2 separate regions of the Mus musculus genome follow, and region 2 is linked to region 1. Evidence: chromatin contacts called from public promoter capture Hi-C data. All regions are on one chromosome and are shown on one strand. The core of a region is the stretch at or near the end of the contact, and the rest is flanking DNA. Distances in the headings are between cores, read along the strand shown.

Evidence for each region. Capture Hi-C pulls out chosen DNA fragments and counts their contacts.
Region 2: a promoter capture Hi-C map of adipose tissue shows a contact between it and region 1. The contact joins two enhancer-like sites. A contact is called at or near these places in 1 of 484 Hi-C or Micro-C datasets (muscle stem cells), 19 of 115 datasets of contacts at active chromatin or transcription factors (the HPC-7 cell line, Th17 cells, acute myeloid leukemia and 11 more) and 3 of 9 other capture datasets (adipose tissue, liver and pancreatic islet).

Annotation. Positions count from the first base shown.
Region 1 is chr14:60,527,800-60,530,669 of GRCm38.p6, reverse strand. It overlaps a transcript of Spata13 not described here. Among named protein-coding and RNA genes, the nearest start is that of Gm41166, 94 kb to the left of the region's middle. Within about 2 kb of position 1,504, at least 79 of the 459 cell types and tissues checked have an H3K27ac peak or open chromatin away from gene starts, as enhancers often do. A contact at or near this core is called in adipose tissue and heart atrium, where this site is marked.
Region 2 is chr14:60,726,011-60,728,710 of GRCm38.p6, reverse strand. All of the region lies in intron 4 of Spata13 (spermatogenesis associated 13), which reads right to left. Among named protein-coding and RNA genes, the nearest start is that of Gm34997, 41 kb to the left of the region's middle. Within about 2 kb of position 1,365, at least 64 of the 459 cell types and tissues checked have an H3K27ac peak or open chromatin away from gene starts, as enhancers often do. A contact at or near this core is called in adipose tissue and heart atrium, where this site is marked.

The sequences.
Region 1 (2,870 bases), core at 255-2,754:
AAGTCTGAGCGACCGACCCCAGAGGCCCACGGTGGATGGGTGAGTAGAGAAAGCTGATCTCAGCCTGAGGCCAACCGACTCCTCCCTGCCATGAAGAACAGGAAGGCTGAGAAAGAGCACAGTGGGAAAGATAGGTGGGCGGAGCTGCCAGTGGGCCAGAGTGGAGGACAGAAAAACAAACCTCATACAGAGGGCCTATGAGTCCCCAAGCCTGCATACCTCTGTCTCAACTGTCCCCCCAGGACCCCCACTGTGTCCTCCAGGTCCCAGGAGAATCTTCCACCCCAGCTCTTGATGTCTTTAATGTCAGCTCAGATATCTTTAATTTCTGCCAGTCTTTCCTCCCCTTCCCCCAAACCGCCCACCCCCATCAAGTCTCTCATATGACCTCATCTGGGGAGTTTTCTGGGCTCCACTCTCATTGGGCTGTCAATGAGGAACATTCTCTAGACAACCGCACTGTCCTGGGCCAGTGAGGAGTCTAGCAGAATTGTAACAAAGCCATTTTCTTCTCCCAACCCTCACACTGGGAATTCCCTCACACTGGGAATATGACCTCATCCCTGAATCCAGATTATGCATGTGTGCACTCAAGTGCCTTGCCCCTCTCCCCCCGCCCCCGCCCCCATGCCATCGTGGCTGTCACTCCAGAACCCCTAAACATGAGGTAAGAGGGAAGCATCCTTAGGCAGAGACCCTAGAGGTGCAGGTAGTGAGGCTGAGGTGGCGTGGCTGGAACAGCTGCCCTCTGCTGGCTGCCTGCCCCCCCTCACAACACTCCCCCCCCCCCCATGGGAAACTTCTTTGTTAGTTTCACATCTTCTTGGCAGGTCAAGCAGACTCTGCACACACACACACCCCACTTCCCCCCCCCCCCCCCCCGTGAAGAAAAATAGATACAGGTGTCTGAAGTCTCAGGAGGGCTCCCCCAGCAGCTTTCTTGAGAATCCATAGCTTTGTCCACACAGTAGGGAAAGGCTGGAGATGAGACTGATGGGGGTCTACAACCTGGCTTAGCTCACAACACATACTCAGGTAAGGATGTCCTAGAGATAAAAAAACAACACACACACATACACACACACAACGGTAACACAGTCTTTGTGCTTTAGCACAAAAGACAGAAAACAGCACATTTTGGAGAATAAGGTAGGCGTTTTGTGATAGGGAAATAGTTCAAACTTGCCCCCGTCTTAGTACCTGAGTGTTGTGTAATGACTGCAGCTGTCTATAAGGCAGTGTCCCATGACACACTGGCTGCCATTGCCCATACTGTGCCAGAGCTCTGCCTCTGAGCTGAAAGCAAGCCTCAGAAGACATTCAGAAAGTTCACCGATAACCCTTTTTGCATTCAAACTCCTGGCTGGGACACAGGTCAGAAAATGACTTCATCTTTTCTGGATTCTTGCCCAAGGCTGAGCCCTGGCAGCTGCCACCTTGTGCCCTGGTGCTGTTCTGGCTGGACACCAGCTGGGCTCTTTTCTTCTGTCTTGGCTGCTGGCTTCACTCAGGGACAGCGGCCCCTGAATGATCATTGCTGGGTCTGAGCCATCCTCTGAGCCTACACGGCAGAAGGCACCAATGATGCACCTCTTTTGGTTTGTTTTATTTTGGCATTGGCTCTTTTAGAATGAGGTTTTTTTGTTGTTGTTTAATTTTTTGTTTGTTTTACTTTTTCTTTTCTTTTCTTTCTTTTTTTTTTTTTGAGACAGGGTTTCTCTGTGTAGCCCTGGCTGTCCTGGAACTCACTTTGTAGACCAGGCTGGCCTCGAACTCAGAAATCTGCCTGCCTCTGCCTCCCGAGTGCTGGTATTAAAGGCATGCGCCACCATACCCGGCTCTTTTTCTTTTCTTTTTTTCTTTTCTTTCCTTTTTCTTTTTCTTTTTCTTTGTGGAGATCTGGCCAAGCAGCGCTTCTGAGGAAGTGACTTATCAGCATTATCAGATTTCAAGGACCCAGAGTCATGTGAGCTGGAGGACTTCTGTTTTCTGTGACAACCATGGACCACCTATTGCTTAGTCCCATTTTACTCCCTTAATTCAGACAGTTCCTGGGACGCACATGGGCAATGTCAATCCTTGAATTTCTTCTGGTGGTCTGGGAATGTCTGCAAACGAGGTCACATGATTTGTCCCTGCCTGGCTTTGTAGAACCTCCTGAAGGTACCATATGCTGGCTACACAGTAAAGGGACTCCAAAGTATTTACACATGTGGGGGGAGCCCTCCATAACAAACAGGTTCTCTACCCTCCCTGTAACGGTGTGTAATATTCCAAACTTGGCAAATATACAGTACAGTTGGCTCCCCGTGGATTCTGCGTCTTTGAATTCAACCAATCACACACTGCAGATATATATATATATATATATATATATATATATATATATATATATTTTTAATTCTCTTTGTACTGTGTGGCGGTTTGAATATGTGTGGCCCAGGGAGTTGCTCTCTTAGGGGGCGTGGCTTTATTGGAGGAGTTGTGGCCTTGTTGGAGGAAGTGTGTCACTGTGGGGGTGGACTTTGAAACTCTGCCCAGTGTGGAAGAGCCAGTCTTCTCTTGTTTGCCTTTGGAACAAGATATAGAACTCTCAGCTCCTTTAGTGCCGTGTCTTCCTGCATGCATGCTGCCATGCTTCCTGCTATGATGATAATGGACGGAACCTCTGAGCCTGTAAGCCAGACCCAGTTAAATGTTGTCCTTTATAAGAGCTGCCTTGGTCATGGTGTCTCTTCACAGCAATGAAACCCTAACTAAGACATACTGAAACATTTCCACCAACTCCTGTCATTATTCTTGACCAAAAGAGTCCAATGACCATTTATGCAGCATTTACATTGCACTGCAAATTCCAGGTTGTTTAGAGA
Region 2 (2,700 bases), core at 116-2,615, 200 kb before region 1:
GACAGTGAGAGACCTTGAAGTTGGATTGAAAGCACATTGCATTATATGATTATAGGGGTGAGGGAGTGGAACATAGTGGTTAAAATAAGAAATGTCTCCCAGGGGCTCAGGCATTTAAATACCAGCCCAAATTCATTCAAAATAAATAAATGAAAGTAAAATTGTAAGCCAGCATCTGCCGGCTTAAAGTAGCTCTCACCTATCATTCCAGCACAAGAGAAATCTGAGGCAGGGGGACTGCCTCCAGTTACAGATGAAGGATACACTTGACTTCTTTATCTTCTTTTCAGTGTCTCTCCAGTTACTTAAAACCCTATGCCTATGTGATCTGGATTAAGTGCCAGCAAGCTCTACTCCAGACTTCTTCAGTGGAACAGCTGAGCTAGGCAGAAGTCCCTAAGCACACACACTCAGGCCTCCCGTTCCTTCTCTGTAAGATCAATCCAGTCATGGGGACCATGACTGTGTGTGTGTGTGTGTCCTTCCTAGGGTGTTTAATCTTCTCTGTTCTTTAAAAGTCACTTTCCGAAACTTGGAAATCAAACACACGGTCTTCTGAGATGGTTCTCCTTTTCGATTCGACTTTACAGTGACTGGAACAAACACTAGACATAAAACAGAGACTGTTTGAAGTGCTAGAAGATGGGAAGCTATGGATGAGTTTGCTGCAAAGGGTTAAATTCCGGGCTGGACACAGCAGCGCATGTTTATAACCCCAGCACTGGGGAGGCTGATGCAGGAGTGAGGGTTCAGGCCGGCCTGGGTTACATAAAAAAGCAAGACCCTGTACCTTATAAAAATAATAAAAAGTTAAAATCTTTATCATGTTTTTCTGAGACAGAGAGAGAACACTCTGTTCCTTTTTAAAACCCTTGATTATGGGCAACGATAAGCCACGAAATACCAGCTAGGAGTGGCTACTAGAGCCCACAGAATCTCAGCCTAGAGGCAGCAGGCTTCAGGCAGTTATGGCCTGTTCCTAATCCTCTCTTTGAAAGGAAGCAGCACAATTTCTGGATTCCTAGGACTCTGTGGAATCCACACTATCTCCCAACTGGGGACAGCATTCTACTATCCAGTCTTAGCAGCCAGCAAAGCACTAACAGCAAGGATGTGCCTGCAGATAAGCAATCGGATTCATCCTCTTTTACAAGTTAAGTACAGCCAATACCACACATAATCCCTTGGTATGCAGTATAAGGCCGGCAGGGAAAGGGATGATGGGCTAGGACACGTGACCTCTACACCTGACAAAGCTGGGGTCACCCGCAGCCTTAACCAACTGTCCTTACAGCCTAGTTACTGCCACCCTCTTCAGATGCTTAAGCAACTCAGATCAGATTTCCTATTTCCTCCCCCTCCCACACCCGACACACCCACCTGACTCTGTAGTCTGGGCTAGCTTTGAATTTGTGGCAGTTCTGTCATGGTGTTCTAATGTCTGGGATTATAGGTGTAAACCACCCTGTCTGGCTAGGACTGTCCAGGAAAATTTTTGAAAAAGCAGCATAAAGGGAGTGCAGGAGCAGGCTGTGCCAAGAGAGGCAGGCTGTAACTCCAGCAGGGTGGGTATGGAGGGGCACGCTGTAACCCTAGGGCTTAGGAGTTGGAGACAGGAGGGCAACTTCAGGGCCATCCTGGGGTCATACATAGTGAGACTGCCTCAAGACAGCAAATGAGGCTGGCAAGACGGCTGGCTCACTGGGTAAAGTCACCTACCACAGGGCCTGGCCTCCTGATTTGATCTCTGGAAGCCATATGAGACCCAGGATCCCACACATTCTGCCCTTACCTCCAGGTGTATGCTCACAACATACAAATACTTTAAAAAACAACAAAGAAAGAAATAAAAGCACGCACGCCTTGAATAATAATGATATTACAGATCAAGCCAAAAGGATTTCCCGGAGCCATGCTAGGCAACCATTTTTCAGCCCAGGCTGGTCTCAAACTCATAATCTCTGGCATACTAAGACAGTCAGTCATGCATCCCAATGCCTTGCCAACAGCTATGACTTGGAGGAGTCACAAAGGTGTTTCATACTTACCTGAATCTGCCCACACATGTGAGACCCACACCACAAGCACTGGACACAGCCTTTCTCTTTTGCCCTTCGTTCTAATAAAATGCCAAATGGAGTCTCGGGATAATAAAATTTTAGGTGATTCATGGCCAATTATGTGGTTACTCAGGTTTTGGGTCACAAGAATCAAAGGAAAAGATTCAGTGAAGATTTCCCCTAATAACCTGAGTATACGTATTTTAAATTAGCTCCAGCTATATCTGAGTGTCGTACCCAGAGCTCTAAGCCACTCTGTAGAGAGGGCAGCTTGTCCAGAATGGGCCACTGGCAGGTGTGGTCGAATAAGCTGCTGAAAGGCTCACTGCTCACGCCCCTGTGGGATGTTCCTAGGTCATCACCATAGTTACTCACACTGTGCCAGGCCAGGTTTCTGGCTCTGAGTCAGAGATTAAGTCAGTTCTCTTTACGGATGGTTTAAGACTCTGAGATAAGTAACTTGGCCCTGGCCAGGAGGACTCAGTGGAAGAGGGGGATCCTATGTTGGCTTTTTGAGACAACAGTCTGTTCACCAGAAAATCGTTCCAACAGAGGTTAGGTCAGAATGATGCTAGATCAGCCGTGCAAGTCTCCTCTCCTCCCCAACTGCATTGCTTCATTCTGCTAACTGTACCAAAGA